Regions from separate parts of the Rattus norvegicus genome. Here region 2 is linked to region 1. The links are chromatin contacts, called in public Hi-C maps. All regions are on one chromosome and are shown on one strand. The core of a region is the stretch at or near the end of the contact, and the rest is flanking DNA. Distances in the headings are between cores, read along the strand shown. Region 1 overlaps Tent4b (terminal nucleotidyltransferase 4B). Region 2 holds the start of Tent4b (terminal nucleotidyltransferase 4B).

Evidence for each region. A called contact is a pair of places that touch in the nucleus more often than the background predicts.
Region 2: a contact with region 1 is called in a Hi-C map of liver, with 2.3 times the contacts expected there. The contact joins the promoter of Tent4b here to the enhancer-like site in region 1. A contact is called at or near these places in 6 of 12 Hi-C or Micro-C datasets (frontal cortex, kidney, liver and 2 more) and 1 of 1 datasets of contacts at active chromatin or transcription factors (oligodendrocytes).

The regions. Positions count from the first base shown.
Region 1 is chr19:35,006,345-35,013,103 of GRCr8, forward strand. The region is part of intron 1 of Tent4b (terminal nucleotidyltransferase 4B); the gene reads right to left. Among named protein-coding and RNA genes, the nearest start is that of Tent4b, 32 kb to the right of the region's middle. Within about 2 kb of position 2,762, at least 24 of the 93 cell types and tissues checked have an H3K27ac peak or open chromatin away from gene starts, as enhancers often do.
Region 2 is chr19:35,038,699-35,045,457 of GRCr8, forward strand. It overlaps Tent4b (terminal nucleotidyltransferase 4B), which reads right to left and starts at 3,359. Exons shown (of 12, transcript NM_001415013.1): 1 at 2,382-3,359. The coding sequence starts at 2,980.

The DNA of each region.
Region 1 (6,759 bases), core at 1,512-4,011:
CAGCTTGGGGTAGGAGGCAAGGACTTCGAGGAGAGGGAGAAGGGTGGAGAGAAGACCTGATGGGTGGGTGAGGCATGAAACATGTCCATAAGGGCTGCAACTGGAGCTAAAAGCTGCCCAGATGAAATATGGCAAGTTATAACTCGGGTTACTGACAGAGTAGTAGATACAATAGCATAAAGGACAGGTGACCACCCAACTCTGGTGAGGATTAAGGCTTACTATAAATAGAAAGGTTGTGTCTTTTCTCTGGGAACTGAATGATCGAGGCAGTAGAAACCCTCAACTGAGAGTGAACATTTCCTACTGCGCTGACACACATCACAGACCACTCGCTCACACCATGTCAATGAAGGTTACCTAACTGAACAGACAGGCTGCTCCGGGCCAGAATGTCATGAGGGGGACTCAAGAGGGCGCCAGGGCTAGACAGGGAAACCCTGGACCATCCACTCAGTTTTGCTATAAACTTTGTAAAGCTAAATGTAAGTTCTACTCTATTTTCTTCCAACTGTTTTTTAACTAACATGTGTTTGCAACTGTGAAAGACAAGTATGAGAGTGTACTCTACCTGTGGACCTATCCCAAGAACCCTGCAGACTCCTTAACCCATGGACAGACGCATATACCAAGGTTTGTCCTAGACACACAGTAATTTATAAAGTAGGCAGAGTGAAGATTAAAATAGGATAATTGTGCCGACATAAGTTAGGTGAACACAGCGGTTTGTTTCTTCTTCTCTTCTCATTTTCTCAATTTCTTTACTTAACTGGGATGGCAGTACACACCTTCAGTCCCAAACTTCAGGAGGAAGAAGTGGAGGCAGATGCATCTTAAGTTTAAGGTCAGCCAGGAGACTGTCCTTTTTGGTTTTGATTTTATTTTGTTTTCCAAGACAGGGTTTTTCTGTATAACCCCGGGTATCCTGGACCTCACTCTGTAAACTAGGCTGGCCTCAAACTCACAGAAATCCACCTGCTTCTGCCTCCCAGGTACTGGGATTAAAGGCCTGCATTAGTTTATAAGACAATGTCTTTCTATTATGTCCCCTGGCTGTCCCTGAACTCACAAGGTCTGCCTGCCTTTGCCTCTCAAGTGCAGACAGTCTTTTTTTTTTTTTTTTAAAGATTTATTTATTCACTTCATGTATGTGGGTACACTGTCACAGTCTTCAGACACACCAGAAGAGGGCATCAGATCTCATTACAGATGGTTGTGAGTCACCATGTGGTTGCTGGGATTTGAACTCAGGACCTCTGGAAGAGCAGTCAGTGCTCTTAACCACTGAGCCATCTCTGCAGCCCCAGACAGTCTTACTTAAGGAAAAAAGGTTTTTAATTCTTACAAGACTGAAATATGGCTAAGCAGTAGAATGCCTTCGTAGCAGGTATAAGCCCTCAGTTCAATTCCTAGAAGACAAAATCTGCCAGATGTTATCTATCGCTTCGCTTTAGCACATCTGAACTGCCATAGCCAGTCCTTTGTATTTTGTGGCCATTTCTAAGTCAAATGAAGGTCATTTAAAGGTTGCCCTAAGAGCCTGTAACCAAATATGTGTGAGGGCAGTTAGTGGCTGGCTGCTGTGTAATAAGCACGATGTGGACACACTGGATGAAGTCACAGTCCAAGTCCTGCCCAGACAAAGCCAAATTTCAACCTGCTAGCTGTACTAAAATCCTAGAAATTATTTCTAATGTTTCCCAGTAAATGTTTCACCTTCACTGACTATGGAAGACAAAATCTTTCTCTACTAAGTGTCCAGAACCCCAGACAGAATATTCCATCTTTCTTTCCCCAGCTACTGGATATATATTGCTCCTTGAACAGTACACAATGGCCCGCCTCCTACTTCCCTGATTCAACAGCAAACTCTTCCCTTAGGTAGACAGTTTTACTTCCAACTGGCCAATAAGATGTTGGCAAGACCATACGACAAAATGTGCTGGAGGTTCTGGACAGGAGCACCCAGAGATGGCCCCAGTAGTGGACCACGCTTTTGATTGTGGTCCAAGATGGGTCATAAAAACACAAACCTAAAGAACCAACAACTACCGGCGAGAGAAAGCCCAGAAGAAAGGCCCCTGACAGCCTCTGAGGTCTCTGAAGTACATTACCACCGGAGGTTGACACACAGCAAACACCTCGTTTGTTTTTAAGTCTATCAATTTCTTTCCCTTCTATCTGTGTATCTTAATTCACACACAAAACCTCTAATAATAAACTCCCATCCACATTCATTTATGTGTTAAATCTTGAATTTTTTCCCAGTATACAGCTGTATGTTCTATACTCTAGGACTAAAATTATCCTTTAAACTTCTGACATAAATTGGGGCTTGGAGAGATGGCTCAGTGGTTAACGAACAGCACTTTCTGCTCTTGCAGAGAACATGATGGTGGTTCACAGATGCCTGTCATTCCAGTTCCAGAGGATCCGGCTCCTTCCTTTGACCTCTACAGGCACCAGGCATTCGATGTGGTACACACACATACATGTAGGCAAACATTCATACACATAGAATAAAATAAGTGCATACACCGAAACAAATAACATTCCTTTATAAAGCTAGAGTTGCTAGTATGAAACCAGTGACTCATCAAGCTCCCTGTAAGTCTCACAATGCTTCCTTGTTTCTTCTCCCGGACGCTCTTTTCAATTATTTCAACAAGTTATTGCCTACACTGCTGCAGAAACTGGGATTTTTATTTCCATTACTATCATAGGACAGAAAACCCTGTGACGAGGGCTGATCTGACTTAAAGCCAACACCATCATCATTCACAGCAGCTTAAGGGTCTAAATTTGGGCTCTGCAATTGATTCCTTTTGATGCTAACATTCTGACTTCTCTCCATCCACCTTCAGTCTCTATTCTGCTCAATACACTCACTAAAGAGACATCACAGAGCATCTAACATTTTGACACAAGAATCAAACTTATAATTCTGGTGCTGGCTCAGAGTTACACGGAGAATGAACACCTTCCATACTCCTGCCTATGCTGTGCAAAGCTGTGCCTGGACAAACCTCTAGCTATAAAGAGGGACGTTATTTTGTCCGTAAGCTCTAACCTATTCTCTAGCCCAAGTATCCATGATGCTATCAACATTAGACAGACTCTGCAAAAGTTCATTTCTAATTATAAGAATTTTTATGGAAGCCAGTCCGTTTCTGTAACACAGAGAATCAAAGAGAAATATACCATAGTTGTAGCAACTGAACATAAGAAGCCTAGGTTCTCTGGCCTTCGAAGTTCAGCATTTATAGCAGCAAATCCCTGAGCCTGCAAGGCCTTTAGTCTCAAACTAACAGCTACACCATTGGCTCCCCAGCTCTGAGACCTCTGGACAGAAACAAGAGTTACAGAGTATTGGCATCCCGGACCTTCCACTTCTGGACAGCCTGCTTAGGGACTTTTGTCCTTCCATAACCGCATAAGCTGCTTTTCTTAATAAATCACTGGTCTGTCTGTCTGTCTACATCTCTATTATTTCTGCCTCTGTCCAAATTCTACTACAGATTTGGTACTTGGAGTGGGGTTGCCACCATAACTATTCGAGGTGCTAAAACACCTCTGGAGAGGTGTCTTCCACCTCTGGCTGGAAGAGGCTGGAGACGGGGGTAAAAAGTACTTCAATGGCTATGAACAGAGCACCCAGAGTAATTCTAGTGAGGGCTTAGAAGACAAGCACAGCAAGCAGCTCTGAATGTGACATGGGCCCTCTCTCTGACTTTGGGCTTCTGAGCTCCAGCTAAATGAAAGCAACCTCTGTTCTTTGTGAATAACCCTGCCTCTGGTGTTTCATTACAGCACCTTCCTTCATTTTCAGTCTCTGTGTATGGACAAAGCCAGGAGGCTTCGCCTACTGCCTGCCACTCCATATGCTTTCAGGTCCTGATGTGACTCCAGACCCCCCAGTGACAGACAGCACGCTGAGCACTGTGCCAGGTCTTGGTCCCATCACGTGAGTTTGCCACAGACACATCTCATCTGTCACCCAGGACCTTCTACTCTGAAGAAGGCAGCACTTCTTGCCATCAGATGAGTGCTGTGCCCTTTGCTTTAACCAGAAAATGAACTTCCAAAAGTTCTAACAAGCACACTCCACCCCTCTCCCCACATCCACTCCGCTCTCTGTAACAGAGGTCATGCCCCAAAGGCGAAACAAAGCATTTGCATACACCCCACAAGTTAAAAATTCCTTTATAGTTTCATTTTTAAATGGTTGAAGAGAAGTGGGACCACTGGGACACATGGACAGCATCTACAGATGCTGGCTAGAAAGGTGGCTCAGCAGTTACGAGCACCGCTGTTCCACAGGAGGGCTTGGTTCCCAGGACCACACAGAAGCCCAGCGCCTCCTCCAGTACCAAGCATGAATGGGGTACACACTCATACACGTATGTAAAACACTCATACACATAAAATAGTGAAAATAAGTTTTAAAAAGTATATATAATTCAAATATTAAGGCACACATGAGTAATTTTTCCAGAATATAATCAATACCCCTCGCTCTTTCCCATGTCAACTGCAGCTGCTTATCCCCAGCACACCAGAGTGCAGAGGCTGAGGCAGAGAAACCACAGACCCAACAGGGAGGACGTGTTGTCTCTACAGGGAGCACTGTTGACCCTGCCATCCATAGGTTCCATAATGTCTTCAAAAGTAACACGACAGACCAAGGTACACTGTGTACGGCCCTGTGCCACCTTGATATTTGGGAATAAAGAAAGCTTTAGAGGAGACTGACAGTTGTCAGCATCCTCTACACTCCCACAGGGTTTAGTGGTAACTGCTGTTCAGCTGTACATTAAGACCCAGTTTATTCACTAAAATGTAAAACGCATTCAAATTTTATAGCAGCTATTACGATGATTCCTATGAAGACAAATGGAAACACGTGTAGCGTGTACACAAGCAAGTAACACAACTGGACCTTGCCTACTGCTTCAGGGAATATATATAATCACAGCAATTTCTTAAAGAAAAACTAACAAACAAGCAAACATAGAATTACCACATGGGTACATCCCCCAAAGAACTGAAAGCAGGTCTCTCATGCTGGCCCGAGGCAGGGCAAAGTGAGGTGAGTCTGTGGGTGATGGATGGGTGGATAAAAATGAAGGGACCTTGAGGATACTTATGCAGAGTGAAATCAGCTGGACTCAAAAGGATACTCTTTGATCCCATTTTTATAAGGTCCCTAGAGAAGTCAAATCTCAGGAACAGACAGGACAGATAGACAGACATAACAGACAATCATGGCTATAAAGGCAAGGGCAGAGGAGAAATTACAGCAGTAGTTTCAGTTTCAGTTGGGGAAGATAAAAATTTCTGGAGATACACAATGATAATATAAATTGTATGCTTTCAAATAGCTGGTTGATTATTAAAGTGTGTGTGAGTGTGTGTGTGTGTGTGTGTGTGTGTGTGTGTGTGTGTCTTCCTGTGTTCTAGGCCCGTCTAAACTATGTAGCAAGACCCGATCTATCTCCAAACACCAAGATCGAGATGTGCAGCTTAGTGATGGTGCTCTTTCTTAGCAGGGGAGGTGTGGCCTCACACTCCCAGAACTATCAGCTCATGTGCTATGGGCCAGCGGAATGTGGAGACACCCCAAAGGGAATTGGGTCCTGTCGTTCAATTCTCTATGTAGACCAGGCTGGCCTTGAACTCACATAGATCTATCTGCCTCTATCTCCTGAGTGCTGGGATTAAAGGTGTGCACCCCCAAACAGAGAGGCTGAGGTTTTTACCAGTATTATTTTAGTTCCGTAACACTGAAGTATAATAATAAGGCACATGTTAAAATGTGTAACTGGATTTTGCCCAGTGTCTGACTGTATTCAGCGACAGTTAATCTGCCCTTTTTACTACTTTTAGTTTGCATTTTGTACAGTTGTATATAATTTTATTTAAAAAAAAACATGTAAAGCTAATTATGCAGAAAATACCTTTCATTTATTCATTTGTCTTTCAGTGTAATTCCTTTGAGATCCATCCATATTGCTGGGTCAGTAAATCCTTTTCCCTTTTGTTTTTATTTATTTACTTGCAGTGCTGGGGATCACACCCGAAGTCTTGCACACAGACAAGTGCTCTACCCCTGAGCTGTGTCGGTCCTAGTGCACTTCCTGGTTCATACGGTGAGGTTCTCTTTTTTCTTTTCACATGGTATGTCTAGCGATCCTCTGGGACTCACATCACGCACCTCATCGCATTCATTTCCCCACCTTTCCATGACCACCTCACCTTCGTTATCTCCCCCACCCCATCAAGATAAACAGATAGACAGGCAGATAAAAACAGTAAATACGGGGCTGGGGATTTAGCTCAGTGGTAGAGCGCTTACCTAGGAAGCGCAAGGCCCTGGGTTCGGTCCCCAGCTCCGAAAAAAAGAACCAAAAAAAAAAAAAAAAAAAAAAAAAAAACCAAAACAGTAAATACAAGGGGGGAGTCCACTCTGTATTACCTGTGTACTCACTGGAGCATGGTCAAACTCAGTGGCAGGTGCACTACCACACCCAGCCTGTAATGTGTTAATTCACATAACACTCTTGGTTTGGTTATTTAAAAAATACTATTTGCTTAACTATCACTTGATACAAACTCAGAAAAATGCCATCAGACTGAATGAATCCCATCCTGAAGTCATACAACTACACTTGCTGACATGCATACAAGACAGGCGAGACTTTATTCCAGGTGCCGTAGAGGAGCCAACCCACTTAGACACAGCACTTGCTCCAGCTCTCC
Region 2 (6,759 bases), core at 2,109-4,608, 33 kb after region 1:
TCAAATTTCACCAAGTTTTGGCTTTTATGGTATCCATACTTTGGTCTGTTTTGAGTTCTCTATCTAAGATGAGTAGCCATGTATGCTGTCTCCCCAGAGAAAGTTTCTGTCATACAATGAATAGCGCCATACTGAGGTACGCTCAGAAGTCCTACTGTTTAAATACCTGTAATTACAATAGCGAAACTAGGCTGGCAAGATGGATAGAGCTGTTTGCCACCAAGTCCTGGTGAGCTGAGTTCAATCTACAAGACCCAGAAGAATGCAACTCTCAATATGCTGTCCTGTTACTTCCACTCCCTTACTTTGGTGCGTGCGCACGCACACACACACACACACACACACACACACACACACACACACACACACAGAGGCATGTATGCACGTACAAAATAAGTAAATAAAATTTTTAAAAATAACACTAAAAAATAGCTAAACTCTCTTAAAAAGCTAAGAAGTTAAGACCACATAGATCAAAACAAAACAAAACAAAACAAAACAAAACAAAGAATCATTCAGAGCCCAGAGTCTCTTAGCAAACCCTAAGAACCAGCCACTGCATCTCTCAGCCCCAGGAAGGTGAGTCCTAACTGCTGTGGTCTTCTTCAGGGAGAGGGAAAGAATACAAGTCTGATGGAGTGATAAGCTTCTTAGCAAGTTTGCAATCAGTGTTTAAGCAGTAATCCCTCAGGGAAGTGAACATTCCTCCCTGATCCTTCTGAGACCAATGTAGTATCCTCAGCTTCTGCATGGGAACTTTTCCAGGACTAAGGGGTAGCCAGCTTTGGGATTATAATGTATCTCTTCTAGAGACCACCAGAGGCTTCAGTAAAATGCAGACAGGCACCTTCCAGGTATTATTTGACAGCGATTACCTAAGCAGAGCTCACTCATGTAAGACAAGGCCACCAGGACCCTCAGCATCAAGTTGTTGTCACTAAACACAGGTGTAGGCTTTGCCTTGGAAAGGCCAACAGGATAGACCCACGAATGTGCTTTAATATAAGTTGATGACCATGGAGAGCGCCCTTGAAGCTGAGCAAAAGTGACTGAGCCCTGAAGGAGCTCCTCTGGAAAATGAGGGCAGCTATGAGGCGTTCCCCAGCATCACTCCTGAACCACATGACTGCATTTTCCATACAAGGTGGGAGTTGTAATAGTAGTGTACTCAGCAGAGACCAGCCCACTACAGCAGATGGAACCCACCAACTCATTTTACCAGACCTTCAAAAAGGTACACACAGCTATGTCTCCTTGCCAAAACCAGGGCAGAGCTGAATGGGTGACTCTTAAGAAAGTTCGCACAGGATTACTAATGGATTTCCTGAGGCCTCACTACAGATCAGTACCTGAAAACCAGAAAAAATCTCAAAGCTGGTTTTCCATACTGGAGCTGCACAAACTGCACACCATACTTCTCAGACGCACCACACCAAGGTCCAAAAGCATGAGTTTATTAAAAGGAAAAAGAAGACTCAGTAACCTAATCCAGCAAACGCAGGGGCTCTTCCCAAAGGGAAACCAGGCTGGAAACATTCCCAGCTTATGTACATAATTCACCAGGGCTCAGGTACGATTCCATTTTGTAAGAGCTGAACTTTAAACACAAAGTCACTGGTGGTGCAACATTCACACACCAGCACCAACAGCACCCCTAAACGAAAACCACTGCTACCTCTGCCACAGTGACAACCTCACAGGGAGAAGTCACCAACCATGAACTCCTGCAAAGTTCCGTCAAAGATCAGCAGAGCTCACCATCTATGACAACCTCAACATACCTGTCACTCAGTGCTTTCCACTCACTACAGACATCACAAACACTGGATTTTTTTTTTCTTAAGTAAATATAAAAAGATGTGCCAAAGGATCAAGAGTAGGCAGTGTCTTTCTGGGCTGGCAAGATTTTCATCGTGGATTGGGGGATGGGAAGGAGCATTCTGGATGTTTCTATTCTTGGCAAGAAGAGCACCTCCTGGTTCTAACCATCTAAAGACGCTAAGACAGAAATGTTCTCAGGAAGTTAACTAGCCCAATGCTAAGGGGCTTCATCTTGGGGTGTAGTGATGGAGAGGCAAAGTGTAGAGGACAGGAAGGGATCAGAGGGCAGGCTGAACTCTAGAGCATAGAAGGAATTGGTAGAAGGACAAGTGAGAATGCATCGGGAAGGTGTGGACAGTTAGGAGAGAAGGAAGGTAGAGATGACTACGAAAAGGAGAGGATAGCTGAAAGGAATTCCAAAAGAAGCTCGACTGAAGCTGGTCCAGCTATGAAGGACTGAATGGCCACCGATGCTCTGGAGGTCCCACTGGGGCTCCCCATCCCCCACCCCCACCCCACTGTGGGCGTGTTCCCCGCTGCCGTACGACGCTAGCACTCACCCCACGACTCCCTGGTTGTAGTTCCGTCTCTTCCACGGGGTCCCGCTGTACACGCCCCCGCCGCCGTCCGCCCGGCCGCCCCCGGCCGCGCGCCCTCCGCTGGGTTGCAGCAGGCTGTAGTTGAGTCCGTAGGTGCTGGCCTTGTTGTCACGTTTCCTCTTGTTGCTGCTGCCCGAGGCTGGGTCCGCAGACTCGGAGGCAGGGAGTGGGGCCGCGGGACGCGGGGACGAGGGTGCCGATGGGACCGGTGACGCCGAGGGGCCCGCCGCTGCCCGCCGTGCCCAGGCCGCCGGCTGGTGGTGATTGTTGTTGTTGTTGGTCGTCTCCAGGGGCAGGAAGTCCCGCTGCTCCGCGGGCACGGCGAGGCCGCCCAGTGGGCGCTCCCCCGAGCGGAACATGCCGGCCGGAGCCGGGGCCGTGCCGCCGGGGCTGCCGGGGCCGCTGCCGCTCCCGCCGCTCGCGCTGCTCGCGCCGCTGCTGTGACAGTGGTGGTTGAAGTAGAGGTTCCTCAGCCCCTGGGTCGTCTCCCAGATCTGCATCCACAGACTATTGGACGGTCCGAGCTGCTCTGGCTGGAACCAGGCGATCCTCGGATCCATCAAACGGCGGCGGCCGCTGCCCCCGCCCCTCCCGGCCGCCCGCAGGGCCGCCGCCGCCGCCGCCTCAGGCGCACGCCCGCCCTCGGCCGCCGCCGCCGCTGCCACCCGGGTTCCGCCACGGGCGGCGCGGTAGCGCAGGGAGCCTGGCCGGCGCCGGCGGCGTCGCTCCCGCCCTCGGGGCTCGCAGGCCCTCCCCCCTCCCTCCGCCCCTCCGCCGAGCCCCTGTCACCGGGGTTCCCGTGCAAATGGCGGCGGCGGCTCCCGAGAAGGGCGAGCGGTGGCGGCGGCGGCGGCGGCGGCGGCGGCAGCGGCAGCGGCGGCGGCGGCGGCGGCGGCGGCAGCGGGACGCGCCTGCTCCGTAGCGTCCGTGCTGCTCGGCCCCGGGGCGGGGCCTCCGCCGGCTCCGCCCCTCGCTCCGCTCCGCCCCGCCCCGCCGCCGCGCTCGCCCCGCCCCGTCCCTGCTGCCAGCCGTCCGCGGGCGCCCCGAGGCCGCACCGCGCGTCACAGAGGCCGCGGCAGGCTGCGGGCAGCGGGGCCGCAACCGCCCGGTCAACCGTCCCGCGCTAGCTTAGCTGGGGTCGCACGTACCTGGGCCTCCGGGCACCTCGGACGCGCGCGCCGCCGCAGGACTCCGTTGCCGCTCCAGCGCCGCCGAGGAACACGAGGCGGCTGCCGACTCCGCGGAAAGTGACTGGTTTGCGCCACCCACCCAGCTCCGGACCGCCCGCTCCGCCCCTCGGTCCGGGCGCGGCCCCGGGGCTCCCGGACGCGCGCCGCGCGCGCACTAGAAGGGCGGGCTTCCGCTCAAGGGCCGGGTTTGCACGCGGCTGCACGCGCACCTCGGTTCCGGAGCGGTCTCAGCGGCCTCTGTGTCGCGAGTCCTGGCACCACTGCCCGGCTCGAGGGCCACACAGCACGTCTGTTCCAAGGTGCACTCACGGGCTCAAAGCCCCTCAACTTTCATAACTAAGAACACTCGAAGCCTTTTAAGCCTAAAATGACTCTGTCGTTGCGGTTAGTGATTGTTTTCCATGGGGTGCTCATTTGTCTACCTTTCTTGTGGCGCGAAAAATACCCAAAAAGGGGAGTGGGGGTCATTTTCAGTACTTTAAATTATCGAGAATGGAACACTTCTTGAAGCGCATGCGTCAAGCTTGCTGCAAATTCCAGAACCAAGTCCCTGACTGACACTTCGGTTTTGGCTCTGTGCCCAGTTCAATATCCTGGAAAGTTTGGGGGGTGCTTGTTGTTTTATTATTTATTTACTTATTTTGCAGAGGATTAAAAATCTGTTCGTCACAGAATGAATCATTGCTGTACGTTTTTTTGCTAAAAAAGAATACAATGACCACTGGCTGAGCTAATTCTAACTCGTTAGCATGCTTTGGTAGCACACGAGAAGCCCTGAGGCCTCAGCACTTTGTAAATCAGGCCGGAGAGTCAGAAATTCATGGTCATCCTCAGCTCCATAGCAACTTAGGATATGTTAAAGACCCCACACACACGCACATGCACCACACACACATACAAGGAAAACTGCTATAAATAGCCACTGTAGTGAAGACACTGTTAAATGTGTTCCCATTCTTTCGCAAGTCTCTGTACAAAACGTCAAAATACAAGATATTCAGCTATTTTGCACATTTCCACAAATGTCATATGTCATTGCCATTGGTATTTTAAATTTTTTTACATATTTGAATTTTTATATTACAATAATACTTTAACAACTTATTTATTGTGTTTGAGCTATCTTTTTTTTTTCATTCGGAAAACTTGAACTACTATAGTATAGCTGAAATGACCAAATAAGATAATATACCAAAAACACTTTATAGGGGCTGGAGAGAGATGGCTCAGCCTTTAAAGCCTTGAAGAGCACTGGCTGCTCTTCCAGGGACTCAAGTTCAATTCCCAGCACCCCATGGCAGCTCACAACTGTCCAGTTCCAGAGTATCAACATTCACACAGACTTACGTGTAAGCAAGACGTGTAAGCAATGTACACACAACCTTTTTAAAAACTACTTTATAAAACCAAGTGTGGATGAGCTCCCACCCTCAGGGATTTTGCGCAGCAGCAAAGAATGCTGGCTGCTCAACCCTGCCCAGCCGCCCAGTCCTGTCTGTAACTTAGCCACTCCTCCAGGCTGTCAGCAGGTCCTGGGATGTGTCTATCCTCCACAGAGAGTTAAGTGACCTTAGAGAAATTAATCAACCAGGCATTTGGCAGCTTTCCGTGAACTTACTGCCTGGTTGAGGAGGCAAAGAGAGGTAAATATTCAAACTCAAATTGCAATTCATTCAATTAATTCAACAAATATGTCAGAGGCAAGTGTATGCCAGGTTCTGGGGCTACAGCAAAGAACAATGTTGATAAGGTCCTTGCCTTCCGTGGACCTTGTATTCCAGTGGGTGAGGCAAGGGTATAATGACACTCTGGTCCATGCTAAGGGGGAAAAGCAGGCTAAAGGGATCCTATTTTTAGATGACCTAATCAGGGAAGGCTGCTCTGAGGTAGTGTTATTTGATGAGGGACTTAGGTAAGAGACTAGGCCATGACCATTTACAGAATGATTTATTTGATGGAGTAGCAAGTCCAAAGGTCCTGAGGTAGAAATCTGATTTGTGTACAACATAATAAGGCAATTTAAATACTGAATGTGTGGCATAGATGCCTATATTATATATTCTGAAAATTTTCCTTAAAAAATCATCTGACCCAGAGATGTTTGGTAAAGAGCTTCCCATGTAAGCATGAAGACTTAAATTTGATCCCTAACACCCACATTAAAAACAAAACAAAACACCAAAAAAACAGGAATAGCCATGCAGTGGAGGCGCACTCCCTTAATCCTAACACTCAGGAGGCAGATGCAGGGAGAGCTCTGAGTTCAAAGCCAGTCTGCTCTACCGAGTGAGTTCCAGGACCGCCAGGGCTACACAGAGAAACCCTGTCTCAAAACAACAACCAAGCAGGTATAAGTGGTTCGAGATCGTAATCCCAGCACAGCAAGGTCAACCCGGGCTTCTTGGCAAGCTCCAGGTACTGCTTAGAGTGTCTCTCAGAACAAGGCAGGGCTGGCAAAGACGGGTCAGTGAATAGAGCCGCTTGGATCCACATGGTAGAAGGAAAGAAGCCATCTCCCTGAGTTGATCTCTGACGTCCACATGTGTGCAGTGGCATGTGTACTACAGACAGACAGACAGACAGACACACACACACACACACACGCACACACACACACACACACACACACACACACACCAGCTCTACTGACACATTGACAAGGAAAGAAAAGAATACAGCTATTACAAACCAAGGCTTTTTCCCTCCATACTCCTCTTTGTTTTCAATATGCTTTTTCCCATAGGGGAGAATGTTGAGTTGATTGTCTTTAACTTGGAGGATCTCCTGAAGCACTAATGTTCCGCACAGTTCAAGTAAAGTAGAGAAGTGAAAATTAGCCAAGAATGACACAAATGAGTTAGCGAGCAAACTGTCACATGACAATCTCATTAATAATTGTCATTATGACTAAATCTATGGTGGTATGTGATTAAATTACTCCTCTCTGCTTGATAGGGACTGTGAGTGAGATGGGTCTCCCAGTGTAGGTAGATCTCACCCAGTCTCACCAACCATTGATTGACTGCCTGAGTAGGAAAAAAAAAAAAAAAAGCTGAGGAAAAAGAGATTCGCTATCGATGCCTGTTTGTTCCTGCTGGAACACCAGACTTCTGCTCTCGGCTGGGACTGAGGCCATTAGCACTCCAGTT